Regions from separate parts of the Mus musculus genome. Here region 2 is linked to region 1. The links are chromatin contacts, called in public Hi-C maps. All regions are on one chromosome and are shown on one strand. Each heading gives the region's core, a stretch centred on a gene start, on an enhancer-like site or on the middle of the called end of the contact. The rest is flanking DNA. Distances are from core to core; before and after follow the strand shown.

Region 1 (5,584 bases), core at 2,106-4,605:
GTCCAGGACTTGCCTACCACACATTTCAGAATGCATGTCCACAACGTCCTGGAGACTGAGACCACAATCCAGGAGAGCTAGGGAGCTGGGAGGCACTCCCTCCGACCCTTTTCAGGACAACAGTGTTGGGCTGCAGCCTCCAGCCTCAACTCCAAACCCAGCCACAGCTTAGGAGGAAACAGCTACCCTAGTGCAGTAAGGGGGGTCGGCGTTTGCGTCACATGAGAGGGTGTGGCTTCCTATGGTTTCTGACAGAAGTCAAGCAAATTTTCACAAGCAAATGCACACCATTGGCCGCATGGCTTTAGTTCCTTTCCACAGCCCCATATGGTCACTGCAGACAATTTTACCTCACCATTATAGGTCAGAAACCCCTAAGAAGATGTTTCAAATGTTTAATGGCTAACAATCCTTCAAAACCCCTTATTGATGGGAACTATTAAGGTCACTGGTTTACGGAGGAAGACAGCGAGGCTAAGTAAGATTTCAGTTCCTCATGCTTTCACATGCTGTAAGGATGCTCTGACAGGTCGCTTTCATGACTCTCCACATCATGACAGCCATCGGCCGTAAGTTGCCATGGAGGGCGGGCTTCTGCTGTGCTGTGTGCTGTCAGTCTTGGGCGAGAAAAGGGATAGAAAGGAAAACTGTGTGTGATGGTCAAATATTTGGTCAAATGGCTGGGTCCCCATGACCAACATCACACAGTCCCTAAATGAAAGCCACATTATTACGATCACCACGTTCATTCCTAGCTGTACTCGAGATCTATTTTTATTTCAGTGTCCCCCCCCAACCCTCACCAAAAGCATTCCAAATAGCAGAGTGTAATCCAATCCATCTTGCTGACAATTGAAGGGGGGGGGGCGGCTAGTAGGAGGCTTCTGTAAGAAGAAAAAAATAAATCGATACTGCATCTTGGAGCTGGGCGAATGTGGATACTGCCAAAGCCCAGCACTCGGACAGGAATAACTGCTTTGCTCTGCTTCTCCGAACAAATGATTCTTCAGACAGTCTCTTCCCACCCCACCCCCACCTCAGAGCTATAAAATGCCAAGCCATAACTCTCCCGGCTGGAGGCTAGTGATTGGGAGTAAATACCTCCAGGCAACAGGCGCAGAAGCCTCAAATCATCTGCATCTAGGACGAGGCTAACAGGAACAGGTGCTCTGCTATGACAGGAACCGGAAAGGTCACAACTGGAACGCCACCACTGGTTGTCACAACCATAAGCATCTTGGCCAAATGATATGGTGCTTTGTCAACAAAGAGCACGCTTTGTTGGACTTGAAGCGAGTGGGGACAAGCACTTTGCCTTTCTGCCCTTGGCTCTATTCAGACTTGAACACAGTGCTGTGGGAATCGTGTCTATAAAAGGGGCTCTTATTAACCAGAATATAAAAGTTTCAAGGTCTCTCCCTGGTGCTGCTTTTCTTAATAACTCTGAACTAACCCAGAGTCACAGATGCCACTGCTCATGCTGTACTCGGGTCCTAGCAGGAACGGTGACTTTTCATTATCAGGGACCTCTGTGGGACCGGGGCTGTGACTTCAAGCTGTCCTGAGACATTAACTCGGGCCACCATTTATTAAGAGTGCTGGCCTATGAAATCTCTGAATGGCTTCCATTCGCATATGTTAATGAGGTCTCTTCCTGCAATGGAAGAGAGCTAAGAGCAAGGCTCGAAGAGAAATTAGTTCACTAATAGTTCAACAGTTCCATTTACCTCTGCATATTCATGATGTCAATGAAACACAACGTCTCAAATCTCAAGAGCTTAATAAAACTTCCCGTGGCTAACGGCAGGGTGTTAGAAACATAATTTCATGTAAGTTTGTGGGAGCTCGATGCTGCTTCGGTTTCTTGACTACTCTAGTTATTAAAATACCCCCATCAGGGCTGATGAGATAGCTCACTGGTAAAGGTGCTCCTCTGAAACCCTGAGTTCAAAGGCTGGGACCAACGTGGCAGACAACTGACTCACGAAAAATTATTCTCTGACGTCTGAGACACACCATAGCATATCTGCACATTCACACACACACACGCACACGCACACGCACATGCACACACGCACGCGCGTGCATAAAGAGGAACCTCTAAAGCATCAGGGTTTCTGTGTCCACTGATACACAATCTCTTTGAGGTGTCTATGCACTGAGAATCCCAAACCATGACACATAACACTATAAACAGCATTCACCTTTGGCCTTATTGTCAACACTAACAATAAAGATAAAAAGTGTACAACTCCCATGGGCTAGCGTAAACATACTGGTATAAAAAAAAAAAATGGAAGTCTTTATGTGTAGGGTCTTTACATGAACCCCAAACACAAAGAGGGTGTTCAAGAAAAAAAAAAAGCAATTGTTCAATTTAAGGTCATGAGATTACACAGCTCAACCCAGAAGCCTGGCCCGCTTTAGTTTCTTCAGCCTTGTTACGTTTATTTAATTCCGTGTCTGGATGTGGGTGTAGGCCAGAAGACAACCTGTGGGAGTTATTCCTCTTCTTCTCCCATGGGGATCCCAGGGATGGGACTCACATCCCAACTTACCAACGGATTCATCTTGCCAGGCCCTGCCTTTACTTCTGGTGTCATTTGGGTTTAGAATCGAGCTGTTTATTCTAGATAAATAAAAAAACTCAACTGGATGTTTAAAAACCACAAAGCATTAAAAAAAAACTTTATTACTTTTAAATCTTAACAGTAACTTAAGTAAAATCAATTTAAATCCAAAAATGCTATAATTATCTTTGGAAATATATTTTTTTTAATTTTTGAAAACTCTATAATTATGTAAAGTTAAGTATCACTAATCTTGGTCACCTTCTGGACGCGCCAAGGTAAAATGTTAAGACTCCGACCAGCTGATAGGTCAATATTAGCACTTCCGAGGTCCTCTCAGAATGCTGAGAAAATAACTCATTATTAGTCCTTTAAAAACCCTGGGATTAAATTACTTATTAGAAAGAAATTGATCCCACTCTTGTAAAAACTTCTAAATTACCCACCACTGGGTAATAATTCACAAGTGTCATTAAAACACTGCAGTTTAAGTTATAAAATATGACAGGTTTAATCCTGAACTTTAAAGGAAAACCTCCCAGCAAGGATGTCTACAAAAATAACATTAGGCCTCAGGAAAAGCTGTTTCTTTTTGTTTTGTTTTGTTTTGTTTTGTTTTGTAAAGAGTCTTAGCATGCAACCACAACCTCTCCAAAGCTCAGAAACACAGGCTTCCAGATTTCCAATCTGCTTCAGAAACATTTCCAATGGACTGCACAGCAAGGCGCAGTTACCTTTGGACTATGAAGTTGCCTGGGGACTGCAGCTTATTTGATAGAACACTTACTTCCCTAGCATGCAGGAAGCCGTGAGTCCACACCACGGGACCTCATAACTTAGGTGCTATGGTGCATACCTGTACCCCAGCAATAAAGGAGGCAGGCGAAACAGAAGTTCATGGCCATGCTCACCTGTACATTCAGCTTGATGTCAGCCTAGGCTACATGCAACCCTGACTCAAAAGAAAAGGAAAAAGAACTCAACCAAAACCCAGCTCAAGGCTTCCCTGACAATGGGAGAGTCTGACCTCAGGCTTGCATACTTACACTGTGTCTTACTGCTCAGGACTACAGCGGAGTTAACATGAGTGTGGACCTGCGTCTGGGTAGTGTCTCCTTGGGAAGAGGGTCTTCATCTAACTCACCCTCTGAAGCCACGCCTACTGAAGGGTGGGGAGCTGGAGATCAAAGCCACTCCACCTTTCAGGTCATGAATTACAGGACAATAGATAGAAAGCAACGACCCACTTGTTTCTCTTCAAGGAAATAAAATATTCTTTACAACACTTCTGTTCCCAGTCAGCTACAAGCTAATAAGGAGTTAGCATCAGGAACGAAATCTTTCTAGGTCACTCACTTTGTGTGACTAAATGAAAGCTCTCCAGAGCATCTCTATAATTCATGCATTGTCAACAAAGAAACTAGAAAATAATCACAGAATAAATAAAGAAAAACGATTTCTTATCTCAGGGAGGGGACTGCCACCTCTCACTGAAGAACACAATCGATTTTTACAATTCCCCTTTACACCCATTTGTTATCAGAATCCCATTAATTCTGCGGCCTAGACTTGGAGAACTATGTCCTTCAAAGCAGTGACGTCAGAAGGAAGAACACAGACTGAAACTGACTTCTGCATCTAGTCAGGCACACCCAGCCGAGCAGACTAAGCAGGGCTCCATCCTGTCCTGGGACTTCATCTACACAGAGGGCAGGTCTCCCAGATCAAAGAGAGTACACATCTGAAGGGTTACTTCACCTCCTGCTGTATTCACATAGAAACAATACTTTTACCAAAATTCCAGGGGGTGGGGGGGGGGGGTGGGGAACAAAGGCAGAAAGCTACTAATCGCGACCTCATTTTTTAAAAGGTGAATGTAAAAGGGTCCCCACCAGAGACAACAGTGGATTTCCAATGTAGGACTTTCACATCAATGAAGTTTTATTAGGCAGTAATAAACTCTCCAGGTGTGAAGCAGTCCCACCTAGCTCAGGGAAGGCAGCTCCAGGAAGCCAATTAATGCAGACTCCAGAGTCTGTGCTAACAACTCTGAAACTACATCGAAGCCACCCACACATTTCTCTGTGTCCTGGGCGAGGAACCCTAGGGTGACTGCAGGCAACCTCTGCTGACTCATACAAGGGGCCTAAAGGGGGACAGCTCAGGAGGCTCCTTCTAAGGAAAGGAATCCCCACGGAACCCCGCAGAGCCCTGCCTTTCCAGTTAGCCATGCCAACCGTTTGCCAACGAGAAAAGTCCATCCAAGTTCTTCCACAGAGGGCCTACTGCTTTTAACTTTCCATCACATACACTTTCTTTTGTTGTTATTAATTTTGTTGTTGCTGTTCCACGTGTTTATTTTGAGACAAGGTCTCCTGTATTCAAGGCTGCCCTCGAATCCACTCTGTAGCAGTCACTGCCCTTACACTTGCCATCTTCCTGCCTCCACCTCCCCAGTACTGGAATCACATGCTGACCAGCTTAGTCCTACAGTGCTTGTAAAAGATATACCTGTTTTCCTTAAAATCCCAAAGGAGTATCGAACTTAGAATTTTCCCTTTCAAACGGTGAATACAAGAATACTACTGAAGACATCAGAAAAGGGTTTTCTGCTAAAAGGAAGAAAAGTCCAACCGGACTCCAAGAGGAAGCCAGGAAAGTTCTTGTGTCCTCGCCTAAGAAAAACTAACTTTGGAGACCCAAAACATGTTGAAATGTTTCCTTTTATGTCCACAAAACAGTGTGGAAATTTTAATTGATTAGTTTAAGATACGAAGTCACTGGTGGCACAATCAGATGCAAGGACTGTGTTCTAAAGGATGGTAGGAACTTGTGAGGAAAACTAGCCAAACTAGTGACATAACTGAACCGCACATATAAGATGCTCCTGAGCAATGTCACTGCTGTGCTATTTGCTTACTGGTACTGCTGACCTAATCAAAACCTCCAAGATGCCCCAAAAAAGTAAAAGGAGAGGATCAGCAGGCCTCACTCCCTCCCTTCAGAATACAAAG
Region 2 (5,502 bases), core at 901-3,400, 84 kb after region 1:
AGCCTTGCTTAGTAGCAACTAGAAGGCTCAATTCCTAGCACTGAGGGAAGGGGGGCGGAAATTAGTGGAGAAAAGGATGTGTAAGAAAAGTAATTTCAAATCAATAACCACAGCACCGAGCACTAAAAGACAGATGCTTTTAATGCAGAAGACTGAAATTTCCCTGTGGAAGGTATGTGTGGAATGAAAAAAGAAAAAGAAAAAGAAAATAAATGTTGCTTTTAAGGGAAGACAGAAAAATCATTTTTAACAACTCTTTCTCTACCTAAATGGAAGCTGGGAACTGGTTACATCATGGTACTCTACGGAAAATAAACACTAAGTACTAAGTTTATCAACATTGTGTCATGGTTCAGCCATCTTATGGCAAACTAGTAACTCTGGGTTACTATCCTCTAAGGGGGAAAAAAAAGCATTAGTCAAGACCAAAGTCCCGCCCCACCAGCCAACTGCCATTTTGACAGTAGTTGGGGTTAGATTGTTCTGCCGTCCAATGCTGGAGTACAGTCAGACGTATAGACCGGCACAGCAGTGTCACGGAGAGTGGCAACAGTGGGCAGTGTGGCTGCTTTATGGTCCAAAGGCTGAAAAGTCCTTGAAAGCAGAACAGAGCTGAACTCGCCAAATCATTTCCAAAGAGATGCATCAAGCAACCAAACAGAGTTTGGATTTTAAACTTGCATTAATTCTTAACCTAAAACTATCTAGAAATACCATTGTATCAAGAGGATCAGAATATAAATTGTTTGCTTTGTGTATATGGATGGCAAAGAATGGGGTTAAACGGTATGCTTTGATGGCTAAGCCATGCCTTTTTCATTATTTATTAGACTGCCCTGGCCCATCTTTTTGTCACTACTGAGCTAAAATTTCATTGTGCATATCAGAAAAGGACACAGGCTCTATATGCTTTTGTTCTGACAAAATAATATTGGTTGGATTTGATGATCTGTCTCAGGTTAAGCAACCATCTTAGCAGCTTCCACCATCCTTCACAGCCAAGGATTAACGTTCTCTTTTATCGCCATTTCTTTTTTTCTATCGGATAATTTAAAAATATATATCAAGGTTATTTAATATATTCTAGAATAGAATTAAAAATTGGTCATTGACTTAGGGGTGCTTCTCCGGCATGCTTCTCAACCCTGCACATCTGATTTTATGAAGTGCTAGATCCACCCCTTTAAAATGGCTTCGAGGGGGTCCAGGTTTTATCTTAGCCCATCCCCAGCTTTATGTGGGCTTCTTTTAAAGAAACTAATTGCAGTGCTGAAATTCAGAAATTGATGTGAGGTACCGTGTCTGCCTTTTAATGTTTGTAAGATGTTCCTCACAGATTGGGGCAAGGAAGGCATCAACGGCAGAACCAACTGGGACCCGTTTTCGTCCCCCGTTTTCATGCCCTGCCCTGATTAATGCCTTGCTCTGCAGAGGGAGACATTACATCCGGGCTAAGAGAGACCTAAATTTTACCCTCAGGCAGAAATCTGGTTTAAACATCTCTATTTAAAGTGACATTTGTCCTCCTCCTTTCAACTGGTTTCCCTAGAAATTCCAGGAAGTTGACTTCATGACCTAAAAACAGCCCGGTGGCTTTGGAGCAGCCCTTGTGACTATTACTGCAACTGGGTGAAGCTCCGTGGCAGAATGAATCAAGGTGGCCATAAAACAGGTGCCCAGCTATCTGTACTACTTTATTGTGCTCAGAATTTAAGATCGAGGGTTCCATATAACTCTAGTGTTGGTGATAAACGAGAGAGAGAGAGAGAGAGAGAGAGAGAGAGAGAGAGAGAGAGAGAGAGAGAGAGGGAGAGAGAGAGAGAGAGAGAGAGAGAAATCCTAAAGTGTTCCTGGGGCTGCTAACTGGCTCCTTTGTGATGGAGGGAGTTTCTTCAGATTCCTAAAATCATGCATAGCATTTCACAACACTGATCCAAAATATTAACTGATCAAAGAGTCTAAGAAAGCAACCTCTACAAGGAACGATAACACCCAAATGTACAGCTTCTCGCATGCTATCTGACAATTTCCGTGAAAATAAAAACAGGAAGAGAAAAGGGAAGAGATACATTAAAAAAAAAATTAACCCAGTAAGCAAACATGTGCATATTACAACAGAAGCCAACGCCCTCACACTGCTGGTGTGGCTTTTGATATTATTAAGCAATTTCAACACTGCTGGCAAGTTTCTACTAACCAAGGTAATCTAATTTCTGTTGCTTTTCAACCTAAATTGATTTTTTTTTTCCTTTTAGTTGTTCTGGTAATTGAACAAATTTATACAAGTGTGATGGGATTTTACTTACCACCACAATGCATAAAACCCTCTATGAAGACAAACACTATGACTTCATAGTGCTGTATTTTTGTTGTAATTAAACAAATTGTATCGGAATTTGCTTTGTGCTCCTCAGACATTTCCAAAGCATGTCCCATAACTGCACTCTATGGGAAGGTATTATGAGTTCAGTTCCTTAAACTGATTTTCCCCAGGGAGTATTTGCTTGTCAAATAAAAAAGGAAGGGGGGGGGAACACAAATAATAAGCTTTCAAAACTTATTGAATTAAAATTTGTTTTAGAAATATGCAGATTACTGCATTTAATGTATCAACCAATGACCTAATATATATGTGTGTGTGTGTGTGTGTGTGTGTGTGTGTGTGTGTGTGTGTGTGTGTGTTTAAAAGTATTTTTAGCTGATTGGACCTTTCTATTCTTATGGTCCGTGACCTGCCTAAAAATAACGACTTACATCAAAATTACATTAAGGAATTTCTCTAGTATATAACACATGCTTAAGAAAACCTACACATCAGATCCGGGTGACTAACTGAAGTCTAATAGGGCCCACTCACTCCTTGTTGGTGACCACTCAGGTCAGTATACTATGTGTTATGATTCACAGTACCTAATTACAGTAATTAGCCATCTATCTTTATATTAAACAAACCATTTCCTTAAGCTGTTCTTAAAGAATTTTTAAAAAAAAAAGCCAGTTCTTCACCCAATCTTTGAGAGCATCTCAGGCAACCGAAGATTTTACAGAATAGTCTCAGTCTACTTTTCTGATAAGATCACTCTAATTAGCGTAATCTGATGATTAAATGCCTTTTCAACCTTTAATCAGGAATTATTTGCAGAGATGAGTATTTGGGTATGCCTGAAGAACTAGTGTTATGTAACAGAAAGCCTAACCAACCTATGATTTTCATCTAGCTTCCAAGTAGAAATGTTTTAATCTTTGCTTAAAATAGTTCCAAAACAGTTGAGCCTGAGTGAACTGACTCGGAACTGACCAAGATACCTACAAGAATCTAAGTCCTTTTTCCGCTCAGCTACAAACATTGCTATTCTTAGTACGTCATCAAAACCTTCAATTTAGATAAGCATGCTTGTAAAACAGTCTTCGTCCACAACACACCTCATTTCTAGCACATATTACCTACAAAACTGTGGCGTTGTTTTACAAGAATCTACCCGATCAAATGCAGGCAGGTGTCAAATGACCCTTCAAGACTCAGAAGCAGATACAAAGAATCAAGATCACAAAGTGTAAGCTTCCTGCAGGGAAATTACTAAAAGTTGCACTTTGCAGGATGCTCGGTTCTTCTCTGTCCAAAACTGTTTGGCTCTTAACCGAAATCCACCTAGCCTGGGTTATAATTATCAGCACTTAGGTAAGTGATAAAGGTTTCGTTAAAATCAAACCAGAGTCTTGCTTCACAGGTGGGGTGCAGGTGAATGAAGATCACAGACAACAATAAATTTGTAGTGCTGCCTCTTGTCCATAACACATCTGGTAATGAACCATTGTTTAAGTAATTTTTCACAAAAGTTAGGTCAAATAAATATTTTCAGAGAAAGCAGAGCAGTAACGTTTTATTCCTGGGGTTTGCAGGTTGACAGTTCCTCTGACCTTCACCACATCTCTGTCCCTTTTCTCAGTTTGCCATGTTACTTAAGGACAGTAAATTACGACCTTAAATTTGTTCAGAAAGCACACAGAGTGAGTGCCAGGACTGATCAAAGTCCTAACCCGAAGTAAGTCTTGGTTTTGAAGCACTCTACTGCCCTGCATGTTCTGAGAAACACCCAGCAGCCCCGTGCTTCTGCTGAGGTGAGAACTACAGCACTGAAAACTCCCCAGTGCCCATCTGAAAGTAGGACTCTGGGCACTGCATGGGAGAGCTATGTATTCATATTCGCTTTCATGGCATTCGGAAGTTCTGCTGGGTGCTTTGATGTCACTCCACTAATAAAGCTGGGCGAAAAGCCTGGAAAACAAAAGTTATTTATTGGAAATTCTCATGTCAAAACTTGAAGTAATTGGTTTGGTCTAGCCCACATGATTCAATATTCCGAATTCCCTAACTACCTGCTCCCGGGGCTATCTGCATTTCTAAATTCGTTTTCTGTTGCCAACACTTACTACCCTAGTGATTGAAAATGTCAGCTGAAGTGCTTCGACGGCACGTTAGTTTTTCTTTAAGTTGCCCAATTTTGTCATCGAAAAGCAGAGAAATCTTATTTGCACTGCATTTTACACCTTTAGAGATTTGCCAAATCCAAGATCATATAAAAGGAAGAACAATGCTTTCAAGACAATTTTTGAATGATCACTAATAGCTCTCAACGACGGTGTGTTTTCTCCATAATACTTTGTACTCAAAGCAGTTAGCCAAAATTAGGGTACAGAAGTCACAATCACAACCATTGACAGCCCCCCCCCCTCCAATTCTACAGTACTTCTTTGGCTACTGAACAAAGCAGGTTTTTAAAAAGCTATCGTAAAATGATCACTGGGTGAAGTCTCCATTGGAAAGGCACTAAAGAGTCTCATCTTGATCTGAAAACAATTACCACCCCATTAAACAAAAGACTAAAATATTTAGGCAATTAATGGTGGTGGGTTTTCGCCTCTTAAACTGGTACGTGAGAATTTATTTCCAGTATTAGGAGCTAGGACTTCTAACCATCAGTAAACAATCCTTCCTCCAAGATAAGAATGTCAGTTCCTGGTCAAAAACAAACATCACTGGTAAACCAGAGATTGGGGGGGGGGGAGGGAGTCTTACAATTTTCCAACCACTCAGTTTGTCTTTAAAAATCAATTTTGAAAACCTAATGTGATATAAATACAAGTAGTTTTCCCCAGAAGAAGAGTTCTCTCTTGACCTCTCTGCCCTCCACAAATGCCCCACAGACTAGTTTCTTATTTCTTTCTTCATTCAAGTTCTGAGCTGCTAAGAGAAATTCAGATAACACAGTGCTCTCCAGATGGGAGGAAATGAATAATCAAACCAACTAGGTGTTCTCACTGAAAAACAACTTTATGCTAAACAAAAAGGTGGCTAGTGTTTGATCAACTTTTAAAAATTAAAACAAAACTCTACCTAAATAGAATTACCTCTATTTAAAACAAGTCATAAAATTGGAGTCTGGCACTTAGAAATGTTTTCCAAACTGATACTCCTTTCAGAAGTTCTGTTAATAAAGCTCA

Evidence for each region. A called contact is a pair of places that touch in the nucleus more often than the background predicts.
Region 2: a contact with region 1 is called in a Hi-C map of liver, with 2.8 times the contacts expected there. The contact joins two enhancer-like sites. A contact is called at or near these places in 3 of 39 promoter capture datasets (hematopoietic stem and progenitor cells and liver), 9 of 484 Hi-C or Micro-C datasets (Sertoli cells, embryonic stem cells, liver and 3 more), 9 of 115 datasets of contacts at active chromatin or transcription factors (bone marrow-derived dendritic cells, cardiomyocytes, embryonic hindbrain and 5 more) and 1 of 9 other capture datasets (pancreatic islet).

Annotation. Positions count from the first base shown.
Region 1 is chr3:148,895,391-148,900,974 of GRCm38.p6, forward strand. The region is part of intron 1 of Adgrl2 (adhesion G protein-coupled receptor L2); the gene reads right to left. Among named protein-coding and RNA genes, the nearest start is that of Adgrl2, 56 kb to the right of the region's middle. Within about 2 kb of position 3,356, at least 31 of the 459 cell types and tissues checked have an H3K27ac peak or open chromatin away from gene starts, as enhancers often do. A contact at or near this core is called in liver, where this site is marked.
Region 2 is chr3:148,980,436-148,985,937 of GRCm38.p6, forward strand. It overlaps a transcript of Adgrl2 not described here. Among named protein-coding and RNA genes, the nearest start is that of Gm30827, 16 kb to the right of the region's middle. Within about 2 kb of position 2,151, at least 15 of the 459 cell types and tissues checked have an H3K27ac peak or open chromatin away from gene starts, as enhancers often do. A contact at or near this core is called in liver, where this site is marked.